Regions from separate parts of the Mus musculus genome. Here all the other regions are linked to region 4. The links are chromatin contacts, called in public HiChIP or PLAC-seq and Micro-C maps. All regions are on one chromosome and are shown on one strand. Each heading gives the region's core, a stretch centred on a gene start, on an enhancer-like site or on the middle of the called end of the contact. The rest is flanking DNA. Distances are from core to core; before and after follow the strand shown. Region 1 overlaps Dab2ip (disabled 2 interacting protein). Region 2 overlaps Gm13605 (a long non-coding RNA gene). Region 3 has its middle 14 kb from the start of Gm39795. Region 4 holds the start of Ggta1 (glycoprotein galactosyltransferase alpha 1, 3). Region 5 holds the start of Gsn (gelsolin). Region 6 has its middle 31 kb from the start of Gm13446.

Evidence for each region. Hi-C and Micro-C count contacts between places; a contact is called where the count stands out from the background. HiChIP or PLAC-seq counts read pairs in DNA pulled down with a chosen protein or histone mark.
Region 1: a Micro-C map of embryonic stem cells shows a contact between it and region 4, with 3 times the contacts expected there. The contact joins the enhancer-like site here to the promoter of Ggta1 in region 4. A contact is called at or near these places in 3 of 484 Hi-C or Micro-C datasets (all in embryonic stem cells), 1 of 115 datasets of contacts at active chromatin or transcription factors (pancreatic cancer cells) and 3 of 9 other capture datasets (adipose tissue, liver and pancreatic islet).
Region 2: a FOXA1 HiChIP or PLAC-seq map of pancreatic cancer cells shows a contact between it and region 4. The contact joins the enhancer-like site here to the promoter of Ggta1 in region 4. A contact is called at or near these places in 1 of 39 promoter capture datasets (macrophages), 3 of 115 datasets of contacts at active chromatin or transcription factors (the SCID.adh cell line, embryonic stem cells and pancreatic cancer cells) and 1 of 9 other capture datasets (liver).
Region 3: an H3K4me3 HiChIP or PLAC-seq map of the SCID.adh cell line shows a contact between it and region 4, with 10 read pairs. The contact joins the enhancer-like site here to the promoter of Ggta1 in region 4. A contact is called at or near these places in 5 of 39 promoter capture datasets (the C10 cell line, cranial neural crest, embryonic stem cells and 2 more), 2 of 484 Hi-C or Micro-C datasets (embryonic stem cells and muscle stem cells), 8 of 115 datasets of contacts at active chromatin or transcription factors (the SCID.adh cell line, double positive thymocytes, effector CD8 T cells and 5 more) and 1 of 9 other capture datasets (liver).
Region 5: a contact with region 4 is called in an H3K4me3 HiChIP or PLAC-seq map of embryonic stem cells, with 17 read pairs. The contact joins the promoter of Gsn here to the promoter of Ggta1 in region 4. A contact is called at or near these places in 1 of 15 datasets of contacts at CTCF or cohesin (large pre-B cells), 1 of 484 Hi-C or Micro-C datasets (pre-megakaryocyte-erythroid progenitors), 11 of 115 datasets of contacts at active chromatin or transcription factors (the 230-238 cell line, CD8 T cells, the SCID.adh cell line and 6 more) and 2 of 9 other capture datasets (adipose tissue and liver).
Region 6: a contact with region 4 is called in an HNF4G HiChIP or PLAC-seq map of pancreatic cancer cells. The contact joins the enhancer-like site here to the promoter of Ggta1 in region 4. A contact is called at or near these places in 3 of 484 Hi-C or Micro-C datasets (embryonic stem cells, muscle stem cells and nephron progenitors), 3 of 115 datasets of contacts at active chromatin or transcription factors (embryonic stem cells, extraembryonic endoderm stem cells and pancreatic cancer cells) and 3 of 9 other capture datasets (adipose tissue, liver and pancreatic islet).

Annotation. Positions count from the first base shown.
Region 1 is chr2:35,658,817-35,662,647 of GRCm38.p6, forward strand. It overlaps Dab2ip (disabled 2 interacting protein), which reads left to right. Exons shown (of 16, transcript NM_001114124.2): 3 at 2,676-2,809. Among named protein-coding and RNA genes, the nearest start is that of Dab2ip, 39 kb to the left of the region's middle. Within about 2 kb of position 2,450, at least 258 of the 459 cell types and tissues checked have an H3K27ac peak or open chromatin away from gene starts, as enhancers often do. A contact at or near this core is called in embryonic stem cells, liver, pancreatic cancer cells and 1 more, where this site is marked.
Region 2 is chr2:35,228,938-35,232,696 of GRCm38.p6, forward strand. The region is part of intron 2 of Gm13605 (a long non-coding RNA gene); the gene reads left to right. Among named protein-coding and RNA genes, the nearest start is that of Gm52553, 4.8 kb to the left of the region's middle. Within about 2 kb of position 1,459, at least 59 of the 459 cell types and tissues checked have an H3K27ac peak or open chromatin away from gene starts, as enhancers often do. A contact at or near this core is called in macrophages and pancreatic cancer cells, where this site is marked.
Region 3 is chr2:35,258,015-35,262,194 of GRCm38.p6, forward strand. It overlaps a transcript of Gsn not described here. Among named protein-coding and RNA genes, the nearest start is that of Gm39795, 14 kb to the right of the region's middle. Within about 2 kb of position 1,892, at least 86 of the 459 cell types and tissues checked have an H3K27ac peak or open chromatin away from gene starts, as enhancers often do. A contact at or near this core is called in the SCID.adh cell line, memory CD8 T cells and pre-B cells, where this site is marked.
Region 4 is chr2:35,459,300-35,463,050 of GRCm38.p6, forward strand. It overlaps Ggta1 (glycoprotein galactosyltransferase alpha 1, 3), which reads right to left and starts at 2,150. Exons shown (of 8, transcript NM_001145821.2): 1 at 1,896-2,150.
Region 5 is chr2:35,280,985-35,285,225 of GRCm38.p6, forward strand. Gsn (gelsolin) reads left to right here and starts at 1,396. Exons shown (of 17, transcript NM_146120.4): 1 at 1,396-1,617; 2 at 2,921-3,125; 3 at 3,690-3,844. The coding sequence starts at 1,480.
Region 6 is chr2:35,588,128-35,591,859 of GRCm38.p6, forward strand. It overlaps a transcript of Dab2ip not described here. Among named protein-coding and RNA genes, the nearest start is that of Gm13446, 31 kb to the left of the region's middle. Within about 2 kb of position 1,919, at least 60 of the 459 cell types and tissues checked have an H3K27ac peak or open chromatin away from gene starts, as enhancers often do. A contact at or near this core is called in adipose tissue and pancreatic cancer cells, where this site is marked.

The DNA.
Region 1 (3,831 bases), core at 1,200-3,699, 200 kb after region 4:
CCCCATAGTGTCCATGGCTGTTGTGGCCCCACTGTCTAGTGTACCAGACTCTTGGAGTACTGATCTCCAAGGTCATTGCAGCTTGGGTCAGGGGAGGTAGCAGGTAGCACTGATTTTTCAAAAGGAAGTTACAGATGTCTGTCATCTGGTATTTGAGCCTGGTGAGGAGAAATGCTGGAATGCTGGAAAGTGGCAAGAGTCCAACCCTCTTCTAGAGGGAGAATAGTTCTCCTCTTCCTCCTCTTCCTCCTGCTCCTCCTCCTCTTCCTCCTTTACTCAGAAATAGGATCAAACTGACAATATTGCTATGGAATGGGCTCCACAACCTGTGAAATGGGCTATATAGTTCTTTGTACCATAGAGTGCAATCTGTTCAAAAATCCAAGCCTGCTGGGGAGACTCCTCAGGAAGGGCTGAGTTGGGAGAGCCCAGGGTTTATATGGAGGTCTAGGCCCCTGCCTGCCTGCTGTTCCCTAGGAGCTTTGACCTCCCTTAGTCTGCATTGTCTTGCCTGTGGATTACACCTTTGGAGAAGGGTCCCTCCAATCTACCCCTTAAATCAAGAGGTTTTATTGAGCTGCACAGCGTTTGAAAACCTGGATGTGGCCGGGCATGGTGTCGCACACCTTTAATCCCAGCACTCGGGAGGCAGAGGCAGGGGGATTTCTGGTCTACAAAGTGGACAGCCAGAGAAACCCTACACAGAGAAACCCTGTCTTGAAAAAAACAAAAACAAACAAAAAAGAAAACCTGGATGTGGGTACAGGGGTCAGGTGTATTTGGCACTACTACCTGGGAAGGTCTTTGGGTGAGGTGACATTTTAGTTGGCCTAGAAGGACATGTGGAATGCTGACAGGTGACAACAGGAAGAGATCAACGATGGATGGGAGAGGTTGAAGAGGAAGGAAATGTAGAGGGGAAAGGGCAGGAGGAGGGATAGCTTGGGCATTGTAAAAGAGGGTGTGTCCTGTGGGAACAGCTCTGGCAATAGCTCTCAGAGCTGGGTGTCCTTGGAGGATAACCTCATCTCTCTGCAAATAAAGTTTGCAGATAAGGGTTTTCTGGTGTTTTGCCTGTGTGCTGGTGACATAAGAGGATTTATTCAGCCCATTTTTGAGGTTGTCATGTCCAAGAGGTGGTGCTGCAGCACCTGACCTTCTATCAGCCCCACCCCTCCTACGATGGAAAAACTTCAAAATTCAGATCACAATGACAACACCGATTTCAAAATAAGTTAACACCCCTTTATGTCTGTCCTCGGGTCACCCAGAATCAAGGCTGAGTGGCTGGGTTCCAGCACCCCTTCTGTACAAGCCTTCCTCAGGGAGTTCCAGTTCTCAGTTCTTCTCCCTCAAGGCGCTTGCAGATTCTGAGCCCAGTGTCTTAGAATTCCTAATGCTAGGATTAGGAGAAACCATGACAAAGTAACATGATAAGGAAAGGGTTTATTCAGTTCACACTTCCATACCTTAGTTCATTATTGGAGGAAGTCAGGATAGGAATTCAAACAAGGTGGGAACCTGGAGGCAGGGGTTGATGCAGAAGCCATGGAGGGGTGCTGCTTAGTGGCTTGCTCCCCTTGGCTTGCTCAGCCTGCTTTCTTATAGAACTTGGGACCACCAGCCCAGGAGTGGCCTCACTCACAATAGCTGTGTCCTTACACATCAATCCTTAAATAAGAAAATGCCCTACAGCTGGATCATATGGAGGCATTTTCTTAATTGGGAGTTTCTCCTCTCAAATGACTTACCTGTATCAAGTTTACATAAAACTAGCCAGCTCCCCTTGAGCCTCACATCTACTCATCATCTGTCAAGTGTGTTCTGTCCAACCTGCAGGTACTGAGGCCTGGCTCCTCACCTGCCTCTTCATTAGTCCAGAAGCTCTGAGTGGGGTGAGGTGGTGAGCTGGGAATGGCTGGTGAATCCATGCATGATCTGAGACAGGTGTCCCCAAATTGGGGACACTCAGCAAACCCTTCAACACCTTGGGCCCCTCCTTAAGGGGTCACTAGAGGATCCTGTACCTATGGGGATTGTTTTTTTTGGGGGGGGGGATCCAAGCGTTTCAGCCTCCATCCTGACATCCAGCCATTGCCTGTCCGCCTTAGGGGGTCTAGATGGCCAGAGTGCTAGTAGGCGCGCTGGCCGTTTGGAGGACCTGCTCTCCCAGCCTTAGTTTCTTTCCTTCATCTGAGTAACCGCTCCTGTCAGTCCCCCCGACGGGGCGGGGTGTGAGGAATCCTCCTGGAGGTTGGGGGGTGTGGCCTGGTTGCAGAGGAAGGTGAGGTGAGGGGCTGTTGGTGGCGCAAGCCACTCAACCCGCCCCCACCCCCCAGCCTTGCCGCCCTTCCCTCTCAGCGCCGGGGGCGGAGGGGGGGGCTCGGGCATCCTCGGCCACGGTCGGAGGCACTCGGCTCTGTCGCCATGGCAACGGCGGCTTAGGGGCGGGGGCGACGTGGCGGGCTGGGCCGGCCGGCGGGCGGCGCGGGGTGGGCTGGGCCGCGCTGCGCGGGCCGGGCCGTCGGCGCTCGGTCGGCGGGCGGGCGGCGGCGCGGGCCGCGAGCTGCTGGGGCCGAGCCCGGCCCGCCGTGGGCCGCGAGGGTGCGGGTCCCGGCCCGCCGCCGCCGCGCTAACCCCGCCTCCCCTTCCCCCTCTTGTCGCCCCGCGCGCAGGGCTTCCTCAGCCGCCGCCTCAAGGGCTCCATCAAGCGCACCAAGAGCCAGCCCAAACTGGACCGCAACCACAGCTTCCGCCACATCCTGCCGGGGTTCCGGAGCGCAGCCGCCGCCGCCGCGGACAATGAGAGGTGAGCCCGTCGCCGCCCCGGCTGCGCCCCGAGGGCGCGGGGACAAAGCCGGAGCCGGGCAGGGCACTCTCCCGCGGGAGTGACGCCTCGCCAGCCTCCGGGAACTCCGGGAACGGGGCCCCCGTCGTGCTGGGGGACCGGGACTGTACCCTTCGTTGCTTTCACCGGCGCACCTAGGAGGGTGCTGGAGGTCCGGGGTGAGGCCGGGCAGCAAGTGCCCTCTCGGGCATGTGGGGTCCTGCCTCGCCTGGCCGAGGTGGGCATTGTTTTCTGAGCAGTGCTGTGCCTAGAGGTAGGGACGGAAGTGGTGCCTCCACCCTCAGGACCCATCCCCGGCCTACCGAGTCCCTCGCTGTCCGATACAAAAGGCATTTTCGGCTGGTTTTTGCCCAGACCCGGCAGCGCTCGTGGCGCGGAAAAGGGTGAACATCTGGAGGGGAGGAGCAGGGGGCTGGGCCGCTTAGGGGGCACATCTGCGCTAAGTAGGGCACGTGCTCCGCTGGGGGCTGGGGCGAGCCGAGCAGGCAGTGGCCAGGCGCTCGGTTAATGGGTATAACCTAAGACCCGGGAAAATGGGCCTTCCCCCTACAGTCTGGGCAGCTGCTCCCCTTCTTTACCTCCCGCTCCCAGGGGTGTCTTCTGTTCCCTGCTTCCTTCTGGGCAAGCTGAGAGCAGGTGTGGAAATTCCAGGGGGAGGTGGCTTGTGGGGCGAAGGGGAGGGGAGGAGGTTGTTGAGCCTGCTTTGGAGTCACTGGCAACGTGCAGGCTTCAGCTCGCAAGGGCAAGCCATCCTGTCCGTGCGGGGGCACTGGGCGGGCACAGCCTCTGGGGGCCCTGGTTCGCATCCTTGAGTCGTGTCAGCCACAGGCACCTTTCCACTTAGGCACAAGCAGTGATGGATTCCTGTGCCAGTTAGAACGTGTCGTGGAGGTGAAGGAACCAGTAGGCTCCAAGGAGCCTTTTCAGCATTCAGCCCCAACATCTTAGGCTCCTGGCATCTGCCTTCCCGGGTCTGTGTCCGT
Region 2 (3,759 bases), core at 209-2,708, 230 kb before region 4:
ATAGAAAAAAAATCTCCTCAGAGGCAGTAAGGATAAAGAGTGAAAACCCTGAGATAGTAAAATGACATTTCTTTCTAATGAGTTTTCAGAGGAAGAAAGCCTTTCCCACATAAACAAACTGTCCGTTGAGCAGTACCTTGGAGATCTCGCCCCTCTCTTTCCTTAGGTGTCAGCACCTGTCAGGTATGCCTGGTGCTGGCACGCACCTCACTGAGAAGACTTAAGACTAAATGTGATAGCACACAGTGTCTAGATCCTAGTAAATGCTCAGTAAATGACCACTTAAATTATTATCTACGGCAATTAGCATTATTAGTACTCTCGGGGCTTTTGCAGTTCTGAAACTGTAGGATAATGTGTCAGAGAGAACCGGCTAACGCAGGAAAGACAAACCTTTGCTTCATCTGCTTGAGCGGACGGCCAGATGACAGCCGGTTTGAAAGCCACCGGGTTTTGCTTTCTCTCTTGCTTGCTGAGCCCCTCGGGAGGATCCCGTCCTTTCTTCTGTCGAGATGAATTCCTAATACTTAAGATTCATTGATTCTTCGGCTAACCTGAATTTCAGGGTTTCTGAACTTCACTAGGTCTCTAAAGGATGAATAGTACACGCTGTATGGTTGTGCTTTCTTGCAAGTGGGATGGCTATCTGGAAGATGGCTTTGTGTCCCGGGCCCCACTTAATGGTGGTGACTCAAGCATTCAGCCGGGCTATCTCTCCTGTGTGAGAGCTCAAGAAGGAGGCCGATCTGAGAACTGGAGCTGACAGCTCCCCTTAGTTGTTTTTCTACTCATATAAAACATTTGTTAAATTGAGAATTTTTTTTTTCCCTGAAAATAACTTTTGAGGTAGGTGCTGTTGATCACCAGCCTCAAAGTGGGCCTTTTTTCCTTCTTATAATCCTGATACAGTTCATGGTCTGGGGCTGGGAGGCTCGGGACAGAACGGTCTGGTTTCTACAAGGGCAAGAAATCCTGATCACTCTTAAAAGTGCTTGGTTTAGGAATGGGCACCTGAGATAGGAGGATTCAAAGGGAAATTTTTCTTCATTCTTAGAAATAGCAGGCACCGCTGTGACCATCTTTAAATCCAGAGGCGAGGCTGAGCCAGCCACCCGGGGCTCCGTAGTGAGATTCAGTCAAAAATTAATAAAGACAGACAAGCTGTGTATCTGTTCATTTTTGTTGACCTCTCTTTTGAAAGGTAGAGTCTCTGACTTTGAACTCACCATGAAGCCCACGTTAGCCCTGACCCGAGGATTCTCCTTAGTGCTGGGGTTACAGGCATGGACCCCATCATGCCTAGCCTTAAAAAGCACAGTTCCTTCAGAGGAAAGGTACACTCCCTTGTTATTACACATAACAAATCCCGACAAACTTGGTTTAAAACAACACAGATGATTCAAGTCTGGCCAGTCTGTGTTCCCTCTGATAGGTTAGCAACGGAATGCATTTTTCAAGTTTTGTGGTTTGTAGCATTCCTCTTGTAACATTTCTCAGCACGTGGCTCCTTCCTCTGTCTAGCTCCGAGTCTGGCAATTCTGACTCTTCAAATGTTTCTGCTCTGTCCTCACACTGCTTTCTCCTTCATAAAATCTCCCTCTGCCCCCTCCCCCACCCCCCGTTTCTAAGGATACCTGTAATCCCGCCGCGGTGGGGGTGGAGGGGGGTGGAGGTGGGTGGGGGTGGGGTGGGTAGACTGCAATTACAGGACACCCTTCCATGTTGACATTCTTAAATCATACCAGCAATATTCCCTTTGGGTTTATTAGGTAATATGGATTCTAAGAACTAGGATTTAGGAATCTGTATTGACTGCTAATTAGGATAAGAAGAGGATTTGGGCACTAATTAGCAAGGTACCTGTTGGACTGGCTAGTTTTGTGTGTCAACTTGACACAGGCTGGAGTTATCACAGAGAAAGGAGCTTCAGTTGGGGAAATGCCTCCATGAGATCCAACTGTAAGGCGTTTTCTCAATTAGTGATCAAGGGTGAAAGGCCCCTTGTGGGTGGGGCCATCTCTGGGCTGGTAGTCTTGGTTCTATAAGAGAGCAGGCTGAGCAAGCCAGTAAAGAACATCCCTCCATGGCCTCTGCATCAGCTCCTGCTTCCTGACCTGCTTGAGTTCCAGTCCTGACTTCCTTTGGTGATCAACAGCAATATGGAAAGTATAAGCTGAATAAACCCTTTCCTCCCCAGCTGTTTCTTGGTCATGATGTTTGTGCAGGAATAGAAAGCCTGACTAAGACTCCTGTGTTTCCTCTTCCCTCCCCCCTTTCTGTCCCCTCCCCTTTCTGTTTCTCCCTCCCTTCCCTCCTTCCCCTTTCTTACCCTCTCTCCCCCTCTCTGCTCTCCCTCTCTTTCTTTCTTTTTTCCATTTTTGGTGGTACTAGAGTCTGAGCCCATGGCCTCATATTAAATTAGTACTCTACCATACGGCTCTGAGCGGCTGTGCGGACATCCATCTCCCCTCTTCCACATTCCCCCTTTTCCCTAACTCTGAAACTAAGTCTCTCTAAGTCGCAAGGCTGGCCTCAAACTTTTGAACCCCATGGTTTTCTCACCCTTTTAAGTGGCTGGGGTTATAGGAATGTGCCTTTGTTTGTTTGTTTGTTTGTTTTTACAGGTAGGCTTTACTTATATACGGTAAAATACAGTTGGGCTGGAGAGGTGGCTCAGTGGTTAAGAGCACTGACTGCTCTTGCAGAGGACTCAGGTTCGGTTCCTAGCACCTATACCAGGCAGCTCACACCGATACCCTCTTCTGATTATGTCAGACACTTGCATGTATATGGTGCACATACATGCACATATGTGCACGCATGCATACATATTGAGAAAAATAAACAACATTTTAATGTACAATTATATGAGTCTTAACAAATGTGTGACTGGGAATGTACCATATCAAGAGAGAACAGTTTCGTCACAGCATAGCTCCCAGTCAAGCCATCCCTTCACCCAGCCCCTGGCAATCACTAGTTCCATCTCTGGCCCTGTGATATATTGCCTTTTTGAAAAAGCCACGCATTTGGAATCACGGGAGTAGGAGCTTGCTATTCCAGCCACTTTCCCTTAGCATAGTGACATCCACCCCAGCTGTGGTGCATGGACTGCTGATAAAGAACTTTCCACCCTCAGGAGGTTGGAGTTGAGCCAGGCCCTTGTGACAGAAGCCAATTCACAAGAGAAAATGAATAAGTTTACTGTGACACACAGGACACACCTCTCAGGGAAACCTCAAGTGAGTGATAGCCTGAAGCAGAGGCTTAAAAAAAAAACAAACAAACAAACAAAAAAAAAAAACACTTAGCCAAAGAACAGGAAGTTTTAGGGAAGTGAGATGGGACCCTGGAAAGCAGTGCTAGTCTTTGGAGGGGGGGGGGCACTGGCTACAGGAAAGTGTCTGTGGCTGAACTCACCTTTGTTTTACTGCTGTCACCCCTGGGCTAATAAGAGCTGTCACCAGTGAGCAAGACTGCAGCCTGTGTGTCAGGGACGGTGGGAAAGGACAGAGAGCATCTCTTCTTCGTCTTGCTCTTTGATTTAGCTCAGAAGTTGTTGCAGCACACAGGCAAGTTTTTCGGGTCAGGGAATCTATGGGTAGTGAGGAGCCTGACAGACTTAAAATGCTGAGGTTCTGGTGCTCACAGACTGCTGGACCAACAGGCAATGGAGGACCCGTCTGCTTCTACAGAAGGATGCCCTTGCCCAGTACCAGCCTAAACTTGTTCCACACGGTCCCATTTCTCAAAACTCAA
Region 3 (4,180 bases), core at 642-3,141, 200 kb before region 4:
AGCTCCCTAAACTTCTAATCTTGACACATCTAGGTGATAGTTTCTTCAGCCATGTAAGAGCGGGTGACTAATTGTGTCTGGGTGAGCCAGGCCTTGGAAATGAGTAACAGTTTGCCAGGGGAAGAGGGCTGGGGAAGGAGCTATTCTAAGAAGCAGGGAAGCTTGTGCAAAGGCACTGAGCATCCTTCATGACTAGAATGGAGGGCACAGGGTTGGAGTCCTGGGACTGAGAGTGTTAGGTGAAGGCAGAACTGACAAGGATACTGGGACAAGTTTGTCACCAGGGCAGTGACCAAGAACTCTCATTGACGCAGTGACTGAGGTGGGAGTTCATGGGGAGGCCCTGAGGAGGTGGCCTGGTAGTCAGCAGGCAGATCCAACCCAGAGCAATGCCTGCTGGGCAGATCAATGGCAGATCCTGGAAACTCAGCTTCAGGTTTATGGGAGCTGGACATTTTATCTGAAAACAGATGAGGCGAAGCTCGCAGGTAGATACTGTTACGGTTAGTGTCTCCCTGTTGCTGTTTTTCTTCTTAAGAAAATAATTCTAAATTAAAAGAGACTATAGCTATGAATCGAGGGACAGTCAGTCACATAGGCTGCCTTGTCTTGGTTGTCCCACTGTGAACAGTGGTCTGTGCAAGGACACGCACTGTTACAGGGAGAACTGTACACAGGAGGGAGGACGTGGTGTTTCCTGGTCATCTGGAGCCTGTGGGTTCCTCCCCCTAACTCCAGAAGGGAAATTTGGCTCTTAGATGACATGTTGTCTGGCCATAGAGATGGTATCATTCAGGCCTGTAGCGCTTTGCTGAGACATTGATCTCTGGTTTTCTTCAAGGAAACTCTTCTGGCCCCAGCCCACAATTTTTGAGTATTTGCTGACTGGAGGTGATAAGTTAGAGGGCAAGAGAATGAAAGAGAAATTACAAGTGATAGCTTAGGTGTGTGTGTGTGTGTGTATGTGTGTGTGTGCACGTGTGTGCATGTGTGTACTCTGGTGTGCATCCATCAGTGCATTCACAGAGGCCAGAGGTCAATTCCAAACATCTCCTATCACTTTTTACTTTATTTTTTATTACGTTTGTATTTGCTATTAATTTATTATTACTGTGTGGGTGTGTGATATATGTGTGTGGGCACACACATGGAAGTCTGAGAACAGCTTTGTAGAGTCCATCTCCCTTTCCACCTTTACTTGGGTCCTGGGAACCAAACTCTGGTCATCAGGTGTGTGTAGGAAGTGGTCACTCTGCTTAGCCATTTCTCTGGCCCCTCTGTGAACCTGGTGTTCAGCAATTCAGTAGGCTGACTGGCCAAGGAGCTCCAGGGATCTACGGGTCTCTCTAGTCCCCTGACTTCAGCCCTGGAGATACAGATGTGCCTCCCCCCTCCCCTGCCCTCGCCTGCAGCTGTTACATGTGTGCTGGGGCCTTGGCATGCACAGTTCGGGAACGCTGGAGAGGCCTCGGGACTATTTATAAACACATATGTTCTTTACCATCAACAGGTCTGCAGAGTGTGGATCAGTCTCCTATCTATTTTTAGGAAATTAATGCTCCTGGACCCAGGCAAGGTCTTTTGTTAGCTGGGCACCCAGCCAGAACTGCATTCTTCCTTTCTACTGTTTGACAAACTCTTAGACATCCCCAAGAAGCGCTGGAAAGGGAGTCGCCCTGTTACCTTGTAAGAAAATGTGGGCTGAAGCAGAGAAAAGCGGGTCCCAGGAGTTACGTGTGGTGGTGGGGGGTGGGGGTGGGGGTAGCTGGGCCATCAATGTTTAGGCAGCCGAGGGAGGTTAAGTAAAAATATCTCCTTCCTTCCAGCTGAATGAGCGTGTGTCATATTTCAGCCTGATGTGGTTTGTGAACTTGGAGACCACAGGCAGGCTTAGTTCCTTCTGCCTCTGACTTCCCCTCCCCCTCTTCTTGAGAGACGTGCCTACTTGCTCCTGCCCTGCCTTGGACCACAGGGGCAATTGCAGGGTAGGGGAGAGAAAAGCAGAGGGTGTGGTGGGTGAGGCTAGGCAGCTAAAAGCCTGGGTTGGGGTCCCTGTCTGTGCGCTGACAAAACGAAGGGTAAGGTTTGGTGCCGGCGTGCTTTTTTAATGGACTCCAGCTATCCTAAAACTCACTCTGTAGATCAGGCTGGCCCGGAACTTAGAGAGATCCACTTGCCTCTGCTCCTGAATGCTGGTATTAAAATTGTGTCCCAACATATCTGATCAGTTTTCGGCTTTGTTTTGTTATTTTTTTATTTTTTCTGGTTATTGTCTCTCCTAATCTGGCTTTTTTGAGAAGACTCCAGAAGGGTCTGAGCCATGGAGCCTGGTGGGAAACTGTTATGAGGGAGCCTGGCTGGAGGGAGTGGGCTTCCTTTATTTTGCTAAGTTGGTTAAGCAAAGGGTGTCTCGTTACTTTCCAACCTCAACAGATCTATCATTTGGTTCAAGTACTTATCAAGCAAAAGATATATATATTCCATGTAAGTCAGCCTTGAGGGTGGGGCTCTTGATTTCTCTGTTGTAGAGGCTGTGGCTGTGGCTGGGCTGGGCTGAGTAAATACTAATTAAATTTGCAGGGTGGCTTAGTGGCCTGACTGGGGGATGTGCTTCATCTCTTCATGGGCCTTCCTTCCTCATGGTAACAAGAGCTTGTGATAGAAAATTTGGAAAATGAATTTCTTTTAAAGGATAAAACCAAAACCAACTAAACAAAACCAAAGAACTATCCATAACTGCCACCACTACAAAATTTGGTATGTTTCCTTCCTGTATTTTCCTTCTTAAAAAAGATTTATTTCATTATTTTTATGTGTATATAATTGTTATCTGTCCATTGCCTGTCCATGGAGTAAGTCCATCCTAGTGAGCAATTTTTTAATATGTTCTTTAAAAATTTTTATTTACATTTGTGTGTGTGTGTGTGTGTGTGTGTGTGTACATGCCAAGGCAGGGGAACAGAGGTCAGAAGACAACTTTATGGAATATATTCTCTCCACCCTGGGGGTCATGAGTCTTGCAGTAAATGCTTCCACCCACCGAGCTACTGCTTGCCCCTGAGTTCTTCCTTCATTATTACAAATGGAGCTCCTGGCTCAGTTGTGATGTGTTTTATAGCTTTTGTTACATTTTGCCAAATTGTTACTCAGGAAGAATAACAGTGGTCCCTGTTCCTAGCACACTTGGTGGGGAAATGGTATTCTTGAAGGAGTACTGTAGCTGGGTATCTAAAGTCTAGCTGTTCTAGACTTCTGATCCAGGGACCACTTTCCTAAAACATTAGACTTCAGTTCATTCTCTCAACAAATCTTTTGCACAGCCAAGTATCAGAAAAAGGTAGAGTTGAGATTCTAGGTCAAAGAGCAGAGGGAACCTGGTTCAGTCCTGAGTAGTTTGCCTCTCTAGGCTTTGGTTTCCAGAGTAAAGTTAGGATTTCAACACCAGCTTCCTACATTTTTTGTTAGTTTGTTTTTAGGGTTTCCTATAGCCCAGGCTGGCTAGTCACTATGTTGCTGAAAATAACCTGAACTCTTACCTCCACCTCCCAAGCAAGGATTACAGTCATGCACCACTGTGCCTGATAGCATGCAGTCCTGAGGACTGAACCCAGAGCTCCATGCTGGGCAAGCACTCTCCCAACCGGGCCCCAACCCATTCCTAGGGTCTTGAGGAGTGATGACATGGTACTTTGCCAGGATAGACCATTCAGACTCTTGGAATTTCTGTTTTCTCATCTGATTTAAAATACCCTGGGACCAAAGCAAAAGGGAGAGGGCCATTGTTTTTTGTTGTTTTGTTTTGTCTTTTTTTCTTCTTTTTTTTTGTGATCATGTGTACTTGGCTTCTCGAGCTTCAGGCCAGGAAGTAGAAGCCAGTTGATGCATGCCATTCAGAGTAGGGTTTTCATGGGCTAGCCTGGGCTCTGTGCCCTTTGCATTCTCCTAGAGCATTTCTCAATAAAGCATGAGAACACTCCATTCTAGAACACTCCTTTAGAAGTTGGGAACTGCCTGCCTGACTCTATAAATGGTCTTTTTTAAAAACCTTGTAGAACTCATGGTTGCATAAAATTCCATTCTCATAGCTGTAAATGGTATTTTAGATGCAGCAGGGCTGCATTTGGGAGCTTTTTAGAAATGTTGAATCTCAAGCTCTGCCCTTAGCGTGGCCATATTTAGC
Region 4 (3,751 bases), core at 900-3,399:
CCTGTCTCGAAAAACCAAAAAAAAAAAAAACAAAAAAAAACAAAAAACCAAAAAACAGATCCAGGAAGTCCCTGAAACTGACCAGATTCACTAGGCCCCTCCCTACAAGAGCAAGCAATAAAAACTGAGAGTTACTCTCAGACTGATAGAAGCTGAGCTGCAAAGAAGACTCTGAGACCAGACCAGCTGCCTGGAAGAAGCAGAAACCAGCTGGACTGCCTAGACCAGGTTTAGATCAGTTACCTGGAAAGGGTACTCTCCAACTATTGAATTATCTGAAGGCTATGCTCCAGGTTCCCAGCTTTTGTGACTTGTCACCTGTCCTTTGATGATACAGCTATCCATGAGTCATGTATACTTCTGTAAGTAACCCCTCACCTATATTCCCATAAATAACATTAATAAAGCTCTGGGGTCCGCCAAGTTGGATTTTGGTGGTATCCGTATTTTGGTCTGCCCTGGACTCACTATCCAGGTGAGTAGACAGGTGTGCTGTATCCCCTGGCAAAAGTTTTGTCACACAAGACTTCAGCCACTTCTCAGAAAATGACCAGCCTAGACCAAACACAAGGACTGTCCCTCTAAAAACCTTCCAACTCATTAAAACCAAGAATGCTTACGGTTTATGTATTTTAGTGTACGTAAATTAGAGTGTAATTAAAAATTAGTAAATAACTTGTAAAGACCCCTGATTATTTATCAGAAAGCATATTCACTTCAAAAAATAATATTTATACCTGAACTGCACCTGTTGAAATGCTCAGCCCCACCCACTACCTCTTCCCTTCCACTCTCCCCAGCCCTTCCCCCCAGAGTCATGCCATCTGTTCCTTAGTCGTTTTCTTGCCATGGTGGGAGATGCTGAATAGAAAGTGAGCAACCAGGTTGTGGTGGCATACGCCTTTAATCCCAGCACTTGGGAGGCAGAGGCAGGGGAATTTCTGAGTTCGAGGCCAGCCTGGTCTGCAGAATGAGTTCCAGGACAGCCAGGGCTACACAGAGAAACCCTGTCTCAAAACAAAACAAAACAAAACAAAACAAAACAAAACCACACACTCCAAACAAACAAACAGGAAGCACACAAGCCTTAGAGGCTGGCTGGAGTGCATTCCAACCTCAGATTCAATCCAAACCCTGAGCACCCATAAACCAGTGACTTGGCTTCTCCCAACTTTGATTTCCTTCTCTATAAATCCAGCCAACAGTGCCAAGCTTATCCTGTTAGGCTGGGGAACCTAAGAGACCCATGTACACTAAAAGTTTCACCAAGACCCAGAAGTGCACAGGGAATAAAACCCATGGTCAGCCCCTGGCTCAGAAGTGTCAGAAACCGGGCAAATGGCTGCTCAGAGTCAGTATGGCCAGTGCAAGGCGGCCTTTCCTGCTCTGTGACTGAGAAAGCTTCCGGTAAAGTTTAGCCACAGGGGGCCATTGACAGTAATCAATTGATCTCCCGCCTTCTGATCTCAGGCATTCCACTGAAAACTGACCCTAATCACAGGGAATGGGGACAGGAGGCCTCCCCAAAACATCCTCTTGGGGCGTTCCTAACACAGAAAGTAGAAATAAAAGAATCGGTTCTATGTAGTAAGATCACAGGAGCAGGAGCCAGGGTCTCCAGGTACCCCTCCTAGGCCATTTGGGGCCTGCGCCAATACTCAAAGTCCCTGGAACCAGGTAATCCCAAGTGAAGTGTTCAGCCCTGCATTTAGTCACCAGACACCTGTTACTTGCAAAAGATAGCTTGGACCCGCACGCGGCTCCCATCAGGAAGAAGCAACTACTCCCAAAAATAACTGTAAGGAAGCACTATCAAAAGGCAGAGACTCCCGTAGTCCTGATGCCCCAATCCCTGGACAACCCGAGCCATGGCGAGCCCCCTCGCCTTTGCCTACCCAGAGCCTGAGAGCGCGAGGTCTTCAGCAGAATCGGTACTTCTCATTCCAAGAAGAGTCTACAAGGGAAGGTGTCAGCCAGCTAAGAAAAGGCAGGGCTAGGGCTCCACCCAGAATCTCCAGCCTCCTAAGACACACCTATCTACCTCCGGGCGAATGAAAGAGGCAGTCAGATCTGTTCTGGGGCCGATAGTGGCCCAGACAAGCAAAACTACAAAAATAAGAGTCCCTGGGGTCCTTCCTGAGGGAGGAGCTAGTGGCGTTGACATCCCCGCCCTCCTAGCCTCTTCCTGGCCCCCGCAGCAAGGAGGACAGCACTCTCTCCAGTCTCTGTTCTCTCTCCTCCGCGCCCCCCCCCCACAACATTATTTCCCGCTTTGCTGTTTCTTGGATGATTTTCAAGAGTTTGTGCAATCGCATATGTATGAAAATGCCATAATGAAACACAGTACTTTGCATGCAAAATAAATATAAAATAATAAAACGTTTGTGTGTGTGTTTTGTTGAGAGGTTCCCCTGCCATCTTCAAACACTTGATGGTGTCTCCTTGCAGTGGGAACGAGGTGGTTTGAAAAGTTGTGACGAGATTACCTCCCATCACCCAACACAGCAAAGTTAGTGCCTGAGACTTTGCCCAGGCTTGATTTTGGCTTGGTCCTTCCTTCACTGTTAGGAGTCTGTCTGTCTCTCAAATTCGAGTGTCTCTCACTTTGCCCCTACCTGCACCCCTTTTCCATCTTGTCCATAAGAAGAGCCAACCCGCCCTGTCCTAACTACAGTAGGAAAAGACACCTCCTGCTTTCTACACTCACTGGTTAGTACCGGTGGTCCCAGGATCTGATCTGCCCTACTCGCCCTGCCCTGCCCTGCCCTGCCCTGTGCTGCCCTGTGCTGCCCTGAATATCAGCTATTCGGATAGCGAGGGAAGGTGGCGGGAGACCCCAGTAAGCAAACAGATGCAGCGACACTGTTCAGGGTGGGACAGAGCCTAGAGTTCAGAAGTGGATACAGAGGAAATGATCGAGTGACCAGGACAAAAGCAAGGACCGAGGTAGGGCTGGGCCGGAATAGCGGCGCTCCCGCTCGCCCACACCTCCTCCCCACTGAAGCCCTCGCGTGGCTTCAGTGTCAGACGCCCGGCGGGACCCACCTGATCCGCAAAAGCAGGCCGGGTGTGTGTTGTCTGCTGCGCTGGAGACGGGACCACGCGGGCGGGCGGGCGGGCGGGCGGCGCCCTGCGCTGTAGGAGACCCGGCCGCTGCTCTGTCCGGGTGTGTCGGGTGGGGTGCGCGCCTCTGGCCCCTGCAGAGCTCGGCGGCCTAGGGCGCAGGCAAGTGGCGTGCGCCGACCCGAGGAGTGGGAGCCTAGAGAGTCCACTCCCACCCCCACCCCCAACACAACGTCCGGCGTGATGCACGTGTGATGCATCGGGTGTCCCTCACTTTACCCCAACCTGCACCTCTTTCCCATCTGTGGGAGGAGTGATGTTTCATCTCCACTCAGGCAGAAAAAAGCCTGAAACCAGCAAAAAAAAAAAAAAAAGAAAAGAAAAAGAAAAAGAAAAGAAATCGCTCACGGCCGCCTGTGTCTTCTGACCTGCCCATGGTGATAGGGGCTGCAGAGGAGGAACTACGGGTGTGTGTGTGGGGGGGGGGGGGTGTTACTGGGTGATGGGGTGGGGAACCGACACCCTATGCAATGAGGAAAGGTCTCATGGACACTGGCTTGGCTTACAGCCAGACACCTGGGAGCCTGGAAGGTCTTTCCACACTGGGTGTTTCTCTGGGAAGAAAGGAGAAAGGCCACGGGCTACAGGCTAAGGACTGCCCATGGATGCTTACTAGGCTAGGTCTCCC
Region 5 (4,241 bases), core at 146-2,645, 180 kb before region 4:
GCCTACTGAGTGCCTACTATGTGCTACCAGGCACAACTGGCTCTGACTTCTTTTTCTTTTCACAGTTGCTTTGTGGTCCATTGTGTGACAGTCCCATCACTTATGTCCCCAGGGCATTTGGGTCATTTCCAATTCTCTTTGAACAATGCTTCAATGCATATCCTTGTCCATTGCAAGCAGCTCTGTAGGGAATGTTGTATTATGTGTCTTGAATATGCACAATCTACTTTCTATCTAGAGAGGTGAAAATGGCTTATGCTTCCAGAAATGTTCCTGCAAGCAGTGTGGGCTTTAATCACCTCCCTGAGTTGTGCCCAGGGCAGCCCACTGTAGGCTACACAGGCTTGAAGGTGGGCTTCCTAGACCATGGAGCCCAGAGAATTCAAGGCCTCTACAAACACCTGATAAAATCCCATTTCTAGGGGTACTCACCTTTCTTGCCTTGCCCCCCTGTAAATCAGATCCTAGCTATTTACTGGGCATGGCCTGTGTTTGCTTGCCCTCTGCCTATATGCTGTTCCCTCCCCTGGAAATGTTCTCAGTCTCCCCTGCGACAAGACCCAGGCCATCTGAAGTCCCCATAACCTTCAGTCTCAGCTGTTCTCTGTGTTCTCTTAGCTGTGAACTGTTTCCCCTTAAGTGGGAAGAAACTGGGGAGGGAGACAGCAAAGTTAGATAGAAGTCATGCTATGTAGGCTCCCAAGGGAGCTGGGACAGCGATGCATTGCCTCCTGCAGACCAGGCTATCTGAGCAGGCCTGATCTAACCCTCTGCAACCTCTAGGAGACATAGTAGGTGGTACTTAGTAGTTTAACTTAGGTCCACATTTCCCAGTGATGAGGAGCGAGGGAAGGAGAGGGCCTGAAATGGGGCGGGGAGGTGGGGGGAAAAGGTTGCAGAAGGAAATGGAGGTGTTATCCTTTAAAGGAGATGGATACAAGTATTGCCCTGGGCAGGGGCAACCAGTCAACAGGCAAGAACTTTGTACAACAAACTAAGATTTGCTCAAAATAACAATAACAAAACAGAAAGAAAGAAAAAATGTCACTGGGGGGAGGGGAGAACAATCCAAAAAGAGTACTTGAGTTGGAAACCGCCATGAACTTGTTAGTTCATGCTAGGTGTTTTTTGTTGTTTTGGTTAGTTTTTGTTGGATCTGCTTATTGGACCAATAAGAAGGCGGTTGAACGGGCCCCAGAAAAACTCTCACTGAGTTAGCATCTGTTATATGTCAGACCACAGGCCGGATCTTCTGATTGGAAACTAGGGTCCAAGGGGCGACCGCACCCAGTCGGGTTGGTCCCAGTGGGAAGGGAACCCAGATGTCTCAGAGATCCCGGACAGATACCCGCCTCCCCCGCGGGCCGCAAGGCCCTCCCTGCTGGGCGGTCCTCAGCTAGGGCGGGATGGGACGGCCGGTTACTTAAAGGTTGGGGCGACCAAGGGTCCGCGGCCGCAGCCTGGGTCCTCACCGTCGCCATGGCTCCGTACCGCTCTTCACTGCTCTGCGCGCTGCTCCTCCTGGCGCTGTGCGCACTGTCGCCTTCCCATGCAGCCACCACATCACGGGGCAGGGCCCAAGAGAGGGCGCCCCAAAGTCGGGTGTCTGAGGCGCGGGTGAGTGCCCGGGGTCCCCGGGGCTCCCCGAGTAATTGTCTATTGTAAGTTCTTGCAGATACAGCGCTAGGAAAAGGGGAGTAATTCAGGTGTAGAATGGAAAAACTGTTTTGTTGCTTTGTAAGTATGTCTTGCTGCTTCGGGGCTCCTGGGGGCGGGGTTCGGGGGCCGGGGCCAAAGCTCTTTCCTTCCTGCAGGCTAACCTCACCTTGGCCGGATCTTTCCCCACTACTGATTTGGATCCCATCTCCTTTATCATGTCTAACTACTGCCCTTCTTGCTGGTCTTTCTCAGAGTCCTCTGCGTTTGCTGTTTGCTGTTTGTCTGTCCCCTCCCGTTCGGTTTCCCCTTTGAAAGCCTCTGGACAGGACTGTTATTTTATTCTCTTCTCTCTACCCTGATTGTGGTCTCCTCCCCTGCCCGACCCCTCCCACTTGTCTGCCCTTTCTGTTCTCTACTCTCCACTACCTGAGTTTTTCTCCCCAATCGCTTCTGACTTCTGCCTGCTTTTTGTTCCAACCAGACCTTCCTCTGTCTGAGGTGACCTGCTGACATCCCTCCTTGGGCGCAAACCTAACCGTCTGTCCCATTGGCACCTACAGAGCATGTCTGGCAGCCTTTCCCACCCTCAAACCTTCTCCTAACAGGTTCCCCCTGCAGACTTCAGGCTCCATTCCTTCCCCCTTTCCCAAGATGTGGAAATTTGGTGGGTGGGATGCTGGGGGCGGGGCAGGAGGGAGGAGGCAGACAGCTCAGGAGGCCACTTGGGCCCACTAAGCCAGTCCTTAGTGGGCTGTGATGATCCTTCCCCTTCCAAGGAGCAAAACCAACCACGGGACCTAGGATCGGGCCCCTTGCCCTTTGGTCCTGTTTCCCCATTTGCAGAGTAGGGGTGGATAATGCGTCCTAAGCCACAAAGGTTCTGGAAGAGAGCATGCAGAGTCACTGGGGACTGAGAGATTTGCCACTGCTATCTGGGAGTGTCTATCCATAGGGGCAGAGAGTGCCTTTGGAGTCCAGGGCTATCCCTCTATGTTGTCTCCCAAATGGGGGCCCCTGAAAGACAGCCTGCCTCTTTGTGCCTTAGCTATCTCCCCAAAAGGGAGGGAGCTCTCTGCCTCCTCTGTCATATCACCAACTAGGAGAGCAGAAAGGAAGACAGCCTGGCCTGGCCAGAAACTCCCAGAAAGGGGTTGATTCTCCTCTAGCACAGGGAGAGCTCGAAGCTGCCCTCCCTCATGCCTGGGGTCTCTCCTTGCTGAGACCCACACTTCTGCTCAGGTTCTGTCCTGTCTCTCTGCAGCCCAGCACTATGGTGGTGGAGCACCCCGAATTCCTGAAGGCAGGGAAGGAGCCTGGCCTGCAGATCTGGCGTGTGGAGAAGTTTGACCTGGTGCCTGTGCCCCCCAACCTCTATGGAGACTTCTTCACGGGTGATGCCTATGTCATCCTAAAGACTGTGCAGCTGAGGAATGGGAATCTGCAGTATGACCTCCACTATTGGCTGGGTGAGGGAGTGCTCCTGCTTAGCCCCTCCCCATCCCCGACCCCCAACTGTATGGATATACCTGAACTGAGTACTCTCTACACCAGGCCTTTGTTAGTGGTTTCCATGACACCGCTCTAGAGCCAGCCTGTACAGGTTCAGATCCCAGCTCTGCCCTTTGACCTGTGATCTACCCTTCTGCAGCTCACCAGTGGTTTTTTCTATAGAATGGTCATGTTGACCGCTATGCTTCCTCAAGAGGACAAACAAGTTTTGTAGATGTCATGGAGACCCCAAATCCCTCCCCCTACCACCACCCCTGTGCTTTCTTGGATCAGCTCCAATCACTCCCTCATTTTCTCTTCCCAGCTAGGAGCCTAGAGTCTTTAACACTGGCTCTGTTCTGTTTGTTTTAAGGTCTCCTTATTATACAGATGGAGTAACTCAGGCTCTTGAAAAGCAGGGAGGGACTAGCTCAATATCTATAGCCAGGTCAGAGTAGAGCTGTTGGCTCTGCATGCCTCCTCCCCAGAGGGCCAAGACTACCTTCTAGAAGCCAGTCTCATGCTACCCTCATGTTTCCTAGGCAATGAATGCAGCCAGGATGAGAGCGGGGCTGCTGCCATCTTTACTGTGCAACTGGATGACTACCTGAACGGCCGGGCTGTACAGCACCGTGAGGTTCAGGGCTTTGAGTCGTCCACCTTCTCCGGCTACTTCAAGTCTGGACTTAAGTACAAGGTGGGTTGGGTCAATGGCATGGTTCACAGTCTTTCAGCCTTGCAGAGAGATGGACAGACAGGCCAAGTGTTAAGCTTTGGAGCCTAGCAGCAAGGAACCCTGGGTCCTTACCAGAGTGGTCTTGGATACACCAAACTCCTGCCCTGAGCTTTTGATTCCTTATCTTACAATGAAAAGATTCTCTACAGCCTGGTAGACAATTGACAGCATCAGAGTGAGCACACAGGAGACCTTCTCACATTGGCCCAGGGAGTGTGCCAAGTCCCGATCCTGAGATCCTGCACCCGGTCCTTGTTGAGGCTTTGTTGGCCGAGGGCCCTGTGATGAGTATTTGACAGGCCCTTTCATTCACATCTCTCTTCCTGATGCCCCCTCCTCCTGCCACATTTTCCTCTTG
Region 6 (3,732 bases), core at 669-3,168, 130 kb after region 4:
CCCTGTGGTAGAGGTGCCTCAGCTTTGACCCCTGGAGGTGAGCTCTAGCGGGGCTCACTTATTTGAGAAGGGCCAGGGCCAGGAGAGGGCACTGGGTGAGGGGCTAAGGAGAGGAACGAGTGTGGCCTTTCTCAGCATTTGCTGTGATCACATCTGGCTATCCTGGAAAATACATGACAACCGTGTCCACAAGCAAACCGTTATTTCTGGGAGCTGTGGAGACCCGGCCAGACATAGTGGAAGCTGGCAGTGGTTGGAGCGGAGACCTCAGGGCCTTTCCCGGCAGAGGGACCGCCATCAGCCATCAACACTGGCTGGCGCTACTTCCAGGAGGAGAACATTCTTAAAAGGCCCTGTCACCCCCTGATAGGAATTGGCGGGGTGTGTGAGGGATTTGTTTTTCGGTCAGGATGTGGGGAGTTAAAAATAGTCCTTGTAATCCCTTGGGTTCGAGTCACACTTGAAGCCCTGCAGAGCCCTCTGGCTCCATTATCTCCCTTGAGTGGCTCTGCGGCTGCTGCTGAAGTGGGTGGGGGCTGGGCTGCCTGCTCTCCTGAGTACACAGAGGGAAGGTGCACCCAGTGTCTGGCTGCACCCAGACACTGCATCCAGAATCCACGCAGGTCCCCAGCCTCATTTATCTGCGTTCTAAGGAACCCAGGGCAAGTCACAGACTGAGGAGGGGATGGGGGTCAGGCAGACTTTTCAGCCAAGTGCTAAAGGTGGCAGGAGGGCCAGTGATGAGTCTAGGCTCCAGGGGAAAAGGCTGCAGGCCAGAGAACAGCAGAAAGCTGTGTCCTGCTAGGTCAGGGAACCGGGAGGTGGTGACGCGTCTGAGGCAGAGAAGTGTCATGAGGACCCCAAATTGGGGACCTTCAGTGATGTAATAAGGATTGGGGGTTAGGGGTTGCAAGTTCACACCTGCGACCTCAAAACTCAGGAGGCTGAGGAAAGGCACCATATGAGTCCCAGGCCAGCCTGAGTGAGAGGAGACCCTGTTTTTAAAACAAAGCAAACCCAGAGGGATTGTGAATATGATTTCATGGACGACGGGGAGCCTTTGAGGGTCACAGAGCATGGCGGTGCCCTGATCTGTAAGGAACACAGTGCTTCTTCTGTCTTTGGTATAGGCACTCTTCTAAGGTTGACTGTATGAAAGTCTGCTCACATCCCACATCTCCTTACATCAGGAGACCTCGTTTTCCGCTGCCTGTGAAGTCTAGGAAGAGCCAGCTTTGGGGAAAGCCGGCACAGAAAGAGTTTCTCGGCTCTTTCTAGTTTTTAAAGTAGGTGGTCTAGGTTGTCCATCTCCACTCTCAGAGGTGAGAGAAGGGAAGCCATCAGGGATGAGGCTGTATCCAGAGGCGTTCTCTCCTGGCCTGACTCTGGGGGACCTCTGCCGGACTCCCGTGTGACAGGCTTCCAGCCTCGAATCCTAGCTTGTTTAACTTCCCCTTTCCCCGCCGCCTTCTCCAGGCTGCCTGCCCAATCCCCTCCTTCAACACTAGTTTCTACTTCTCAGTACCTGCATGAGCTCAGCGTCTTCCAGCTCAGCCGTGGTCACAGATGAGCAGGATCTGAGCGGATGGGCCACCAGAAGCAGTTGGTACCCACTTATCCTTACCACTGTGATCAGAGGCCAGGCTAGCCTGAAACTTCACTAAGTTCATGTCTGAACTGGAATTCAACTCCTGCCCTCCAGGCCCCTGTTGGCCCTTGGCTGCAAGGCCTCCCTGCTTGGCAGGACCATCCTAATCTCAGCAACAGGAGCTGGGGATCCCCACCTCTGGAAGCACCCTGGTTTTGCATCGTGACTCCTTCTGGGGCTAGAAGCCAAGTCTCTGGGTTCCCAGAGAGGGCTCCTGGCGTCAGTGTGGCTTAGTCACAGGCGTGAGCTCACCGCTCACCTCTGGACTGGGGATGATGCCAAGGTTTGGGAACTTCCACTGTGAGCCTCTTACTGGGGTGTGTGTGTGTGTGTGTGTGTGTAGAACAACAAACCTGTTGGTTGGGACTTTGTACTCAGCCTATGAGCTGTAGGCCTAGGGAACCCACTGAAGCATAATAAATATTTGGGCTATGCTTTCTCATAGCTTCCCTGTAGAGGGGCAGGGGCTCTGTGTCAAGAAACGGATTAGATCAGACCTGGAACCCAATGTCAACACTTGCTGTGCCTCGTGCTGGCTGTCTGAGCCCAGGCAAGGCACCCGACCTCTCTGAGCTATAATACAAATAACTACCAGCTGCTCACACTTTCTGAGCACTTCCTACGGGCCGGACACTAGGTTTCCTAAGTATCAGCTCATTGGGTCTCAAACAGACTGAGAGATCTTTGGGACTTGCTCAAGGTCGCCAGGTGGAGAAGTGCCAGGGCAGGATTTGAATACAGGTCTTTGTGACGCCACAGCTTACAGCATAAGGCTGTGTCCTGTCCATCCAATAGCTGTGTGATGGCCTCACGAGGGACTGTGAAAGGAGAAATAGAGGTAGCAAGCAGGGCAGGGTGAGCAGGGAGTCCCTTCTCTCAGTAGTCGCTTTCTCTGCTTCCGGCCTCTTGACACTGTCCTTGAGCAGCCAGGGTGGGAACAGAGGAGAATGAGTGGGTCAGCCCCAAGCCCCTCTCTTGTCTGTCGGTAGCTTGCTGGCTCTGGGGACAGTTGGTGTCAATCCCTTACCTGTCTCTGTACCCAGCACTCAGGAAGGTACTGCGTTTTCCATGGACTAAGGTGTTAATTTGAGTTTGGAATGAGCTCTGTGACAGTCCTTGGGTGCTTTTTGTCCCCACAAAGGAGTCTGGGGAGTACTCAAAGGTGCCACCAGGGACTGGGAATGGAGGGTGGTCAGGGTTTGTTCCTGGATTTGCAGCTTGTGCTGACCTCACCCCTCACTTCCCTCCTCAGTAGCCATCTAGAAACTAGGGACAGCCTGGCCTATTTGTGGGGCGATTGTTAGGTTCGAAGTAGACATGGAGAGAACACAGTGTACTGTGCACAGTATAAGCATGTGACTGTGATGGACATCAGGGCCTCTGTCCCTGCTTGCTCTTCCCCAGGGACGTTTTTATTTTAAAGAAGATGTCTTAGCAGTTATAGGATACTCTAGCCAACGCCTCTTTCCCATACTTTTTGCCCCCCTACGCCAACCCCCAGCAAAGTTCTGGGCAGGACCCTCTGAGTTTGAAAGATTTTATTTTTTTAAATATAATATTCATTTTCTTTTAGGTTATACATGGGTTGGTTGGGGTAGGGTTAAGTTAGCCCAACTAAATGATCTGTGAATGTGGGTTTTCAAGGGAATGAATTTGGTGCGGAGAGAAGGGGGTTAACAAAGGTTCTTTAAGGAGCTTGAAGTTCGGGAGCCTGTGTCCACCTTTGCCCCTGTCGGCTGTGAGGGAAGGCACCATGTATGTGTGGGTTGAAGACCACCAGCTGTGAGGAAGAGGTGGGCGGAGGTTTGGCTCTCCTCTTTCTCTTTTCCCCTTTATAGAGAGAGCATGCTCTGCCTGTAGAGGGCCTTGTGGTTGGTGTAGACAGTGGGGCAGGGAGGTCGGGGGGCTTCCCAGAGGATGACGGCCTTAAGCCATGCCAAGACCTGTGCTAAAACTGCAGCACGTAGGCTTGTCCAAAATCGTATTTCCCAGTTTGCCTGGACTCAGCCACCCCTCAGCTGTGAGTGCTGGGATAAGGAGACCCCCAGGCCTGGCCTGACCAGGGACACCTTGAGGAGCCCAGG